Linked DNA regions of Sus scrofa: region 2 is linked to region 1. A link is a contact called in public promoter capture Hi-C data. All regions are on one chromosome and are shown on one strand. Each heading gives the region's core, a stretch centred on a gene start, on an enhancer-like site or on the middle of the called end of the contact. The rest is flanking DNA. Distances are from core to core; before and after follow the strand shown. Region 1 holds the start of DNAJC21 (dnaJ homolog subfamily C member 21). Region 2 holds the start of NADK2 (NAD kinase 2, mitochondrial).

Evidence for each region. Promoter capture Hi-C pulls out the DNA fragments that hold promoters and counts their contacts.
Region 2: a contact with region 1 is called in a promoter capture Hi-C map of fetal liver, with 4 times the contacts expected there. The contact joins the promoter of NADK2 here to the promoter of DNAJC21 in region 1. A contact is called at or near these places in 1 of 5 promoter capture datasets (fetal liver) and 1 of 2 datasets of contacts at active chromatin or transcription factors (alveolar macrophages).

Annotation. Positions count from the first base shown.
Region 1 is chr16:20,521,462-20,525,995 of Sscrofa11.1, forward strand. It overlaps DNAJC21 (dnaJ homolog subfamily C member 21), which reads left to right and starts at 2,309. Exons shown (of 13, transcript XM_003133880.4): 1 at 2,309-2,580. The coding sequence starts at 2,484.
Region 2 is chr16:21,555,356-21,559,859 of Sscrofa11.1, forward strand. It overlaps NADK2 (NAD kinase 2, mitochondrial), which reads right to left and starts at 1,957. Exons shown (of 13, transcript XM_003359754.4): 1 at 1,551-1,957. The coding sequence starts at 1,850.

The sequences.
Region 1 (4,534 bases), core at 1,059-3,558:
GTGAGATAATCTTTGTCAATTTGAAAGAAAAAGAAGGAATACTGTTTTTGGGGCCTGGTAATTGCTTTTCTTTTGTAACTAATCTTGTTTTTGTTGGTAGTCATGAATTTGTAAGAGCTCTTTTATGTAGTAAGATTTTTCTAGACAGCTTTTCTAGTTTGTCACTTGCGTTTAATTTGGTCTTTATTTAGATCTATCTGTAGGCAGATTGATTAGTTTTTCCATTTTATTTTTTCATCGTTTTCTGTTAAGAAAGACCTTGAATATACAATTAGGCTACTTTATATTGAAATTGTAAGGTTACTTGTCTTGAAGTTTAAATTAGGTAATTCAAGTCAGATTGACTTGAAATACTTATATGTGACAGAGCAAAGCTGGTTAAGTGCAGAGGAAAAAAAGATTTATTTAAGCAATGGGATATAGGATGAAAAGACAGTTGTATTCAGGATTCATTTTTAAACACATCTTAATTATAGGTTATAAACATGAATTGTATCAAGTTGTGAGTTTGAAAACACAAAAGTTAATGTTTTTTGAATGTGAGGAGTTTTAGTGGAACTTCCAACTTGATTTTATTAGTTTCCATGTAGAGAGATTTTCCTGTGCCCAGTTATTTCTCTTTAATAGTTATTTATATGAATGCCTCATTTGAATGTGAATTCCTCATCCCATGTTCATGTGGAATTCAACCTGTTTAATAAAGATCTTCCTTTAGACTGGTATTTATGTCCAGTCTAATTGTCTTTAAAATTTCATGCAGTATGGAGTTCATGTTGTGGCTTAGCAGTAAGGAAACTGGCTAGTATCCACGAGGATGTGGATTCGATCCCTGGCCTCAATCAGTGGGTTAAGGATCTGGCATTGCCACAAGCTGTGGTGTAGGTTGCAGCCATGGCTCAGATCCCATGTTGCTGTGGCTGTGGCTAGGCTGACAGCTGCAGCTCCTGGGGACTTACATATGCTTTGGGTGTGGCAGTAAAAAAAAAAAAAAAAATTGATAAAAGGTTATAGGCAAAAATAGATCCCTCTTAACTCAGGAGGAAAAAGGCCAGTGACTCAGAGATAGCAAATCCAGATGGAGTTGGAGGAAGAAGAAATCCTTTCTTTTTTCACTTTTTGTCCAATTCTGTTCTCAGATGACGAAAGATCTTGTTTTTTCTTGCCCTCAAATTTCTCAATCCCCACCTATTACCAGTTTACAAGCCAAGTCCATATAGTATACATAAGAGGCCAGTGTATGAATTTTGAGTAGTGAGTTGGTTGGACAGTGGTGTGCCTAGAAACTTAATGAGGTTCAGAGTTGGTGTGCTTTGTGCAGGAGGCAGGGTGTTAGGGAAGAAAGGGACAACCTTCCTAAACTCTGGGTACCTCCACCCTGAACAATAGATACTTGTCAGCAACAGAGCCAACCCTTGTCTCTAATCATGAGGTTGACAAATATAACCTACACCTAACAACTGATATGTGTAAACATTCTACAGTACAGTGAAATATATTGGTGTATGGAGGCATCTTAATGACAGGATACTATTTTGGCACCATATCAAATTGGAACAGTTATACAGATCTTACATAATACAGTGTATCAGATCAACCAAAACCTACTGGATAAGTACTATCCCTTAACTGCATTCTTAACCCGAACTAACCTTGGAAATGTATGTTGAGGCCAGAAAGTTAGGATTAAAGAGTGACGGATGGGCCAACACAATTTCATTCAAATTGGTGGTAAAACAGTACTGTTATTTTAAAACAATTAAACTAAATTGTTTCAGTTTAAGTCATCTTATTTACTGTTACTTCTTATGCATATTGGTCACGATAAGCAATATTACAGATCTCAAACCGAAGATAGTTAAAAAACCTGGTTTCCATCCAACCGAATGCTGTCTGATTAGCTGGGGAGGCTTCGGCAAACCACTTGGCTACTTCGAGCCTGAGTTTCCTCGTTTGTAAAAGCAGGGCTCAAGTAGAGAATTTATATTCAGAAACTACAAGATGTTTTCCAGAATCTTATCCCACCCGTCTCAGCTCTCAGGTCGGCTGCCAAGTTAGTGTCACTCACCCTGGCTGACGTCTGTTCCCCTCACAATGACACCACCCATGGCCCCACCTCCTTCCGCCGCGACCCCGCCTCCCGCCTCCCTCCTCCCGCGGCCCTCGCCCCGGCCCCCCTCCTCCCCACGGCCCCGCCTCCCTCCCCGCGCGGCTATTTCCGGCGCAGAGCCCGCCCCCCGCCCATGCGGAGTCGCGGTCGCCGGCGCCGCCCCCTCCGCGCTCCCGCGTGCCGCAACCCGCGCCGCCTTTCGCCGCCGCGCGCCGCCGTCGCCCCGCGCCGCCGTCGCCGCCGCCGCGCTCGCTGGCTGGCCCGGTGCGGGCGCCGGGCTCCCGCCGAAGAAGACCACCAGCGCCGACACCACCACTTCGGCCCGGGTCCTGGCCCAGCCCCGGGCCCCGGCCCGAGCCCCGCGCCGGGACCGGCGATGAAGTGTCACTACGAGGCACTGGGGGTGCGGCGCGACGCCAGCGAGGAGGAGCTCAAGAAGGCCTATCGGAAGCTGGCCCTGAAATGGCACCCGGGTAACTACTCCGCAACCGCTGCGGCCCCTCGCAAAAGCCTCGACCTTAGCGACCTTTCGCACCCCTCTCCCCGGCGTAACTCGGGGAACTTGGCTGTGCCGGACCTATCCTCCCTGTAACTCCCCTCGCCCTGGAAATCCTTGCCTCGCCCGGCACCCGGCCAGGTAGCCCCTGCGCAGTCCTGGTGATGAGCGTCTCTGCCCCTCGGCCTGCGCAGCCCTTCTCCCCCAGTTCCCCCAGGCTTCACTGGAGCCCTGAGCACCCCATCCCTCCCAGACGCCCCCGGATCCCGCCTGGCCATTGGTGGGGAAAGATAACATCCTAACGACTTCACCTGTTCCTCGCATCCTCGCTTCGCAGCTGGCTCCGAGCGAGGAGTCACAAGCTGTTAACCCAGTCCTGCTTCAGGCTTGACCCTTGCTGGAGTCCCCTGAGTTTCCCTAGGCTTCTCCTCGGCTGCCCTTAACTTCATCAAGGAATCCCAACTACTTAAGTGTAATTAAGACAAAGCAGCTAGTAAAATGTCTTTAAATAGCTATACTTTTTTTTTTTTTTTTTTTTTTTTTTCCTTCCTCTCGGTAGGCCGAGTGAGCTGTACTTCACTTCGGGTGTTCTGCAGATTAAGAGTTTTAAGTTTAAGTTTAAGAGCTAAAGTTTAAGAGTTGAAGTTTACATGTTGATTTAGAAGTGTGCTTTCTTTGGATGTTTTATTTGGTTGTAGTCCAGGCTTCTGTGACTTTTGTGAAATAATCCTATCTTCTAGACAGGGTGACTAAGACAGTATTTGTTATCTCAGCTTTTTGAGGTTCATAGGAGGCTTTCATATTCGCACTGATCTGTAAGCATGTTTAGTCTCTTGAAATGCTAAAACGGAGACCTCAGAGCCTTGCTTGGAAAATTTGCCTTATGCACAGGAAAAGTTAAATATGGGTGCAAACAAAATAGTGCCATCTATATAATTGGTAGTTGAGTTAAAAGAACAACTAATAAATGCCCCAGGAGTTCAGGGGAGGGAATTTTCACTGTGTACTGAGAAGCAGGGAGGCTTCACCTTGGCAGATGAGCATGGACTTTAGCAGATCCTAGAGGAATGGGATTGAGAGAAATGAATGTAACAGTGTGGGAAAGAGTGCTTTGGTGGACAAGAGATGGTCCAGGGGACTGAGGCCGTGTTTATTGGAAGACTGAAAATACAGTTGAGAGAAGAGCTGAAGGGCTCAGGACCCAGAGTCAGAGGGTCGTGGGTATGGTTGATGGGTTAGGGAATAAAGGTGTGGACGTGTTGCTTACAGTTGTAATGATTACCAGCAGAAGAACTAAAAAAATCTGATATATATTGGAAGCGAAGAGGTAAAGAAGTTAATGTTCATTACAGGAGGAAGTCATTAGCTATATCCAAAATTAATAAGTCCAAAAATAGTGTAGGAGCATATTGTTAGAGTAATAAGGGCTATCTTTAGAAATCAAGTTAGGAATTCCTTGACTCTCTGGGTGGGAAAGGGTGAGAAAGAGGATTAATGCTTGTGGCCAAATGCATATATAATTTTGATGACAGTATTAAAATGTGTTTTGAGGAGTTGTTGGAGATTAGATTATAAAGGGCTTTGAACGTTTCCTAAGACTGAAATTTGCTTTTCCAGTAATGGAGAGTTGAGACTGGTTTTATTGAGATGCCTTGGGAAGGTACTCTCCAGGCAGCTTAGTAGATTTAAGAAGGGCAGAGACAGAGAGGTAGAGTCCACCCTGGGCACTTCTGGGCCCTGGGGTCAGTGGGAGGGGTAAGACCCAGGTTGAAGAAATGTTGTGAAAGAAAAATTATCAGATTTGGGGATTAGTTGGAAATTATACAAGGTAGAAAGGAAGCATGCAAATGTTACTAAAGTATCAGTTAACAACTTTGAAATAAACGTGTTAGGAACTAAATGTGAGTATCTTTTTTTTGATGTTATCAGAA
Region 2 (4,504 bases), core at 707-3,206, 1.0 Mb after region 1:
ATCAAGTATATTACTTTATACTGTTGTGGGAGGCTTTCATAAAATTGTATGAAGAATGTATCTATGGGTGTACTGCATTTGACAATTTCTAAAAAGCAGATCTTGCAAAATTAGGAGTACAACTCAAGAGGCACACCTCTTCCCTAAGTCAGAATCATTTGCTTCTAAAATTATTATTCTCTAACTCATCCTCAATTCCACTCCCTAACACAAACTCCATTACTACAACCTCCTGCTCAAAGTGTCTGCTGACTTACTCCTTAAACAATGCAAATATTTTCTAGAAATTGCTACCTTCAAACACTTAGGGAAAAGGAGAGAAATGTGCACCTCCTATTTCCATCTGATGGATACAGAGTCCTCTTCAATGAAGGCATTAAACAATGAAGAAGGTTAATGCTGAAAATAGATTCCGTAGTTAAACAGGATGATTTTACAATTTCATTTTGATACCTCTACAAAATATTACCAAAAGTTGCTGGTTATGAACCAGAAGTTTAAAACACACTACTCTGCCCTTGCACAGAATTCTACGAGATGTTAATGCCAAAGCCTTTTGGTGCAGTGTCAACGGTTAGATTTCCAACGGAGATTTTTCTGGACCTATACTGTTCGTAGCAGCGTGACTCTCCCTTCCCCAAAGTGGGCTGGGGGCATAGAATCAGAAGTTCCCAACAAACAGTGAAGATAACATTCAGGGTGTTGTTAGGTGTATTTACATACTTTGCAAAGGTATTAGTAAATATCTATACTAAATTTAGACTATTGTGTAGGCACGAATACATTACAGACGTAGGCACTTTACATTTCATAGTTACCAGGTTTACCTGCTTTTTGTCTGGACCTCTCTACTTAATAAAGTGTATTCAAAGTCAAATTTTCTCCCGTGCTTTTCCAGCACCAAAGACACGTGAGCTTTTAAAACAAAGTACTGGAACCTCTTCGGACCACCACGTTCCAGCACGGAAAAGGCTTCCCCAGACCGACCTTCCGAGTGCCCTGGGCCTCGCAGTCCTGCCTGTAAAAGGGGGTGTGTCCGCGGAATCGCGGCCCTCTTTTCTGTTGCCCGCAGCAGCGCCCAGAGTTCCCCTTTCCACCGGCGGCCTGGGGAGCCGTTCCCAGAGCGTCCAGACATCACACACCGGCCCACCTAGCTTGGGGCTGTTGTTGTTCTTCCCAAAAAGGAGGTGGGGGTGGAGAAGGCACAAATCCCCAAACCTCTCCCACTGCAGGAGCCCCTCTTCCCCACCCAAGGCTTCCGCGAGACGCCCCCGCCTTAAGGGTCTTCACACCTTCAGTGACCCCCTCCCTTTCTACACACACAGACGCGGGGTACACGCGGGGGTGGGGGTGGTACGAGAGAAGTCAGAGGGCGTGGAGGGCAGTGAGCTGGGTAGGCAAGGCATCTAGTACATTCCGGGAAGAAGGATCGCCCCAAGATGTCTCGGCCGAGGAGGCCCAGTCACCCCCCACCCCCAAAAGTCGCGGCCGAGCCAGGGAGCGAACCGGGGCCGGGTTGAGACACGAGGGCGGGGGCCACCAGGACCCACCAGCTGCTTCAAGTCCTCTTCCGAAAGCTCCGCGTAACGGTATCGCTGCTGCTCGAACTCGTACCGGGTGGTTTTGGCCACCACCACCACCCGGGACGGGCGGAAGCCGCCGTCGGGGCGGCTGCCGCAGCCCGCCAGCTCGCGCGGGTGCCCGTGCCCCAGGTGCCGCCGGCCGTCACCGTCACTGCTGAGACGCGGCCGCGCGGCGGGGCCTCCCGCGCCCGGCCCACTCAGTGCCGCTGCCCGGCCGCCCGCCACGCGACGACAGCTGCCCAGCAGGAAACCTCGGTAACAAGTCATCGTCGGCCCGGCAGCGGCTGCAGCCCCGGGCTCCTGCCACCGCTCCGCGCCACCCCGGCCTCTGTTTCCGCGCCGGGCGGGCAGAGATTAAGTGCAGGGCCGTGCGTTGCCCGCGCCCGGAGGGGGACGTGCCCAGACGTTGACGGGGGCGGGGAAAACCGGCCGATTGGGGGGCCGGAGCGCCCACGCGAGGGAAAAGTGGGCGGGGAAGAGCTGGAGGCCTCTGGGAGGTGGGTTGTATTTGTTTGGGTATCCCTTTCCATCCACGCCTGCGCAGTGGCCGCTTCCCCCCGCCCGGGCGGAGGAGAGAGCGACCTCCAGCTCCACCCATTTCTCCCCAACGCGGTCTGCGCCCTCACCCAGGCCAACACTGCCAGCCAATCAGAGCCCGAGGTGGCTTCGGAAGCCGAGGAGCTGCGGGGATTGGCTGCAGCCCGGGAAAAGCTGAAGTTCTATTTGATGTTGGCGCTGCCCCAGGAACAGTGGAACTGGTTTGAGGCGGTGCCGAGGCTGTGCGTGCGGTTTTGAGCGACTGGCGGGAAAGCAGGTGCGGCCGTAACTTCTCGCTCTGGGTCAGTTCTTGGTTATTGCACAGATGACTAGACCCTTTTTTCGTTCATTCAACCAACATGTATTAGATGGCTGATATGTCCGGCGTTGGGCCAGTGGCCGAACGGACCAGGACCCGCTGCACGATTTGGGGGGCCCAGTGCAAAATGAACACGTAGAGGCTCTTTAGAAATTGTTAAGACTTGCAGAGGGACAGAGGGCAGTACACCAGAGCACTGGTCTCATCTAAGCATGGTCCAGTGTGGGACTGCGCTGGTCCCAGGACCTGCTGACACCAAAAAACTATTGCCCCGGAGGGAGAAAGGGGTGTAGCTTTGGAGAAAGTTGGAGGATAATGGGTAGTGGAGTCTGGCCAAGTGGAGCATTTCTAGGTGGGGAGATATGGTTGGAAAAGTAGATAGGAAAGGAGTGACGGGTTAAGAATGTTAATAATTTGGACCTTATCTTGTGGGCGGTAGTTAGCCTTTTGAAGGCTTTTGACTGGAAAAATTGAGTCCTGAGAGCAATGTTTGGGGACAATTGATCTAGGTCTGGAATGTGGAACAAATTGGTAGGCAAGAGGAAGAAGGAGATTTGGGCGCTGCCAACAGTTACACTTGTACCTGAGCTAGAGTAGATGTAATGGAAATGGAAGAAATCCTCCTATTATTGGAAGAGAACCAAATGACAGTGCACATCCTATTTGTTTCTCCCCCTCACTCTTTAGATCCATTTGCTTTAGCACCCTCTTTTCTTTGTAGTCCTAGCACTATCAGTAACTAGCTTTTGGACTTTGGGCAAGTTGCTTCATCTTTGGGACCTGGGCCTCAGAATCCTCATCTATAAAGTGAGGAAGTTGAACTAGTGTGATACCAAGATTCTGTCAAACCCAAGTTGATTCCATTTTACTTTTCAGCAAGCCACCCACCACGGACATTCACTCAAGGGTCCATTGAATGTTTATTGAGTCCCTACTATGTGCCAGTTAGTATGTTAGCCTGGGAAATACACAATAGGTGGGGTCTGATAGATGTTTGCTTTTAGTAGGTCACTGACCCCTTCTGGCCTCGAACTTTGCCCCACAGCAGCTGCAAATAGCAACTAGTAGTGGACTCTTAGGCACACTTTTAAATTCTGTGGGATGTGAGTTACTGATTTATAACTTTGGACATCCTCAAGGTCCTTTCTGTGCTTATCATTTCAACACTTTATAATGCCTTAGATATTAGGAAGGAATAAAAGGTAGAAGTCAACAGATGACACTGAAGTTTGAAACTTGGGTGACTAGGAGACTATTAATTGATCCATTTGACAGAAAAAAAATGAATCTAGAAAACCTGTTTGGATCAAAATATATGAGTTTTTTCATGCATATGCAAAATTTCAGACCTCTTCTCTACCCATTTCACAGGTACAAACTCTTACTTTTGCATCCACCCCCATTTCCAGTTACGAACTTATCTACATTGACCTCCCATTTGGGATATCACTTTGTCCACTGATATTTGTGGATCCCATCTCCTTCCACTGCCTCGAAAATAGTACTCCATCAAGTTATCCCCTTTAAAATATCTTTAATTCTCCCTGTCTGTTGGATTGTCCTCTTCACTACTTAAAGATGCTCATGTACCTGACATCTTTACATTTTCTTAAAAAACACCAACTGTCGAAGCCCTGGCTTTTTACACATTGTTTGTCTTCACTTTGTTAACTAGGATTCTTGAAAGAGTAGCTGGCCCATCATTGCCACATCCCTGCTTCCTCTTCATTCATCACCCTGTTGTAATCTGATTTCTCTCCGCAACCTGACTAATGACTGCCATTTCCAAAGTGACCAAAGAACTGATTATAAACTCAGAAGACATTTTTCCTCCCTTGAATGACTAGATCTTTCTGCAGCATTTAAAATGGTCATCACTTCCTTTTGAAATGTTATACTCTGGCTTACAACACACCAGTCCCTAACGGTGTTCCTCCCATTTATCTGTCCCCTTTCTGGGTTCTTCTTCCTAAGCTTGTGTTCCGGATGTATCCTTCCCTTCCCTTGCCCTGCTTTGCCTGGCCTTGCCTTCCCTTCCCTTCATTGTCGCTCTCTCTCTCTCTTC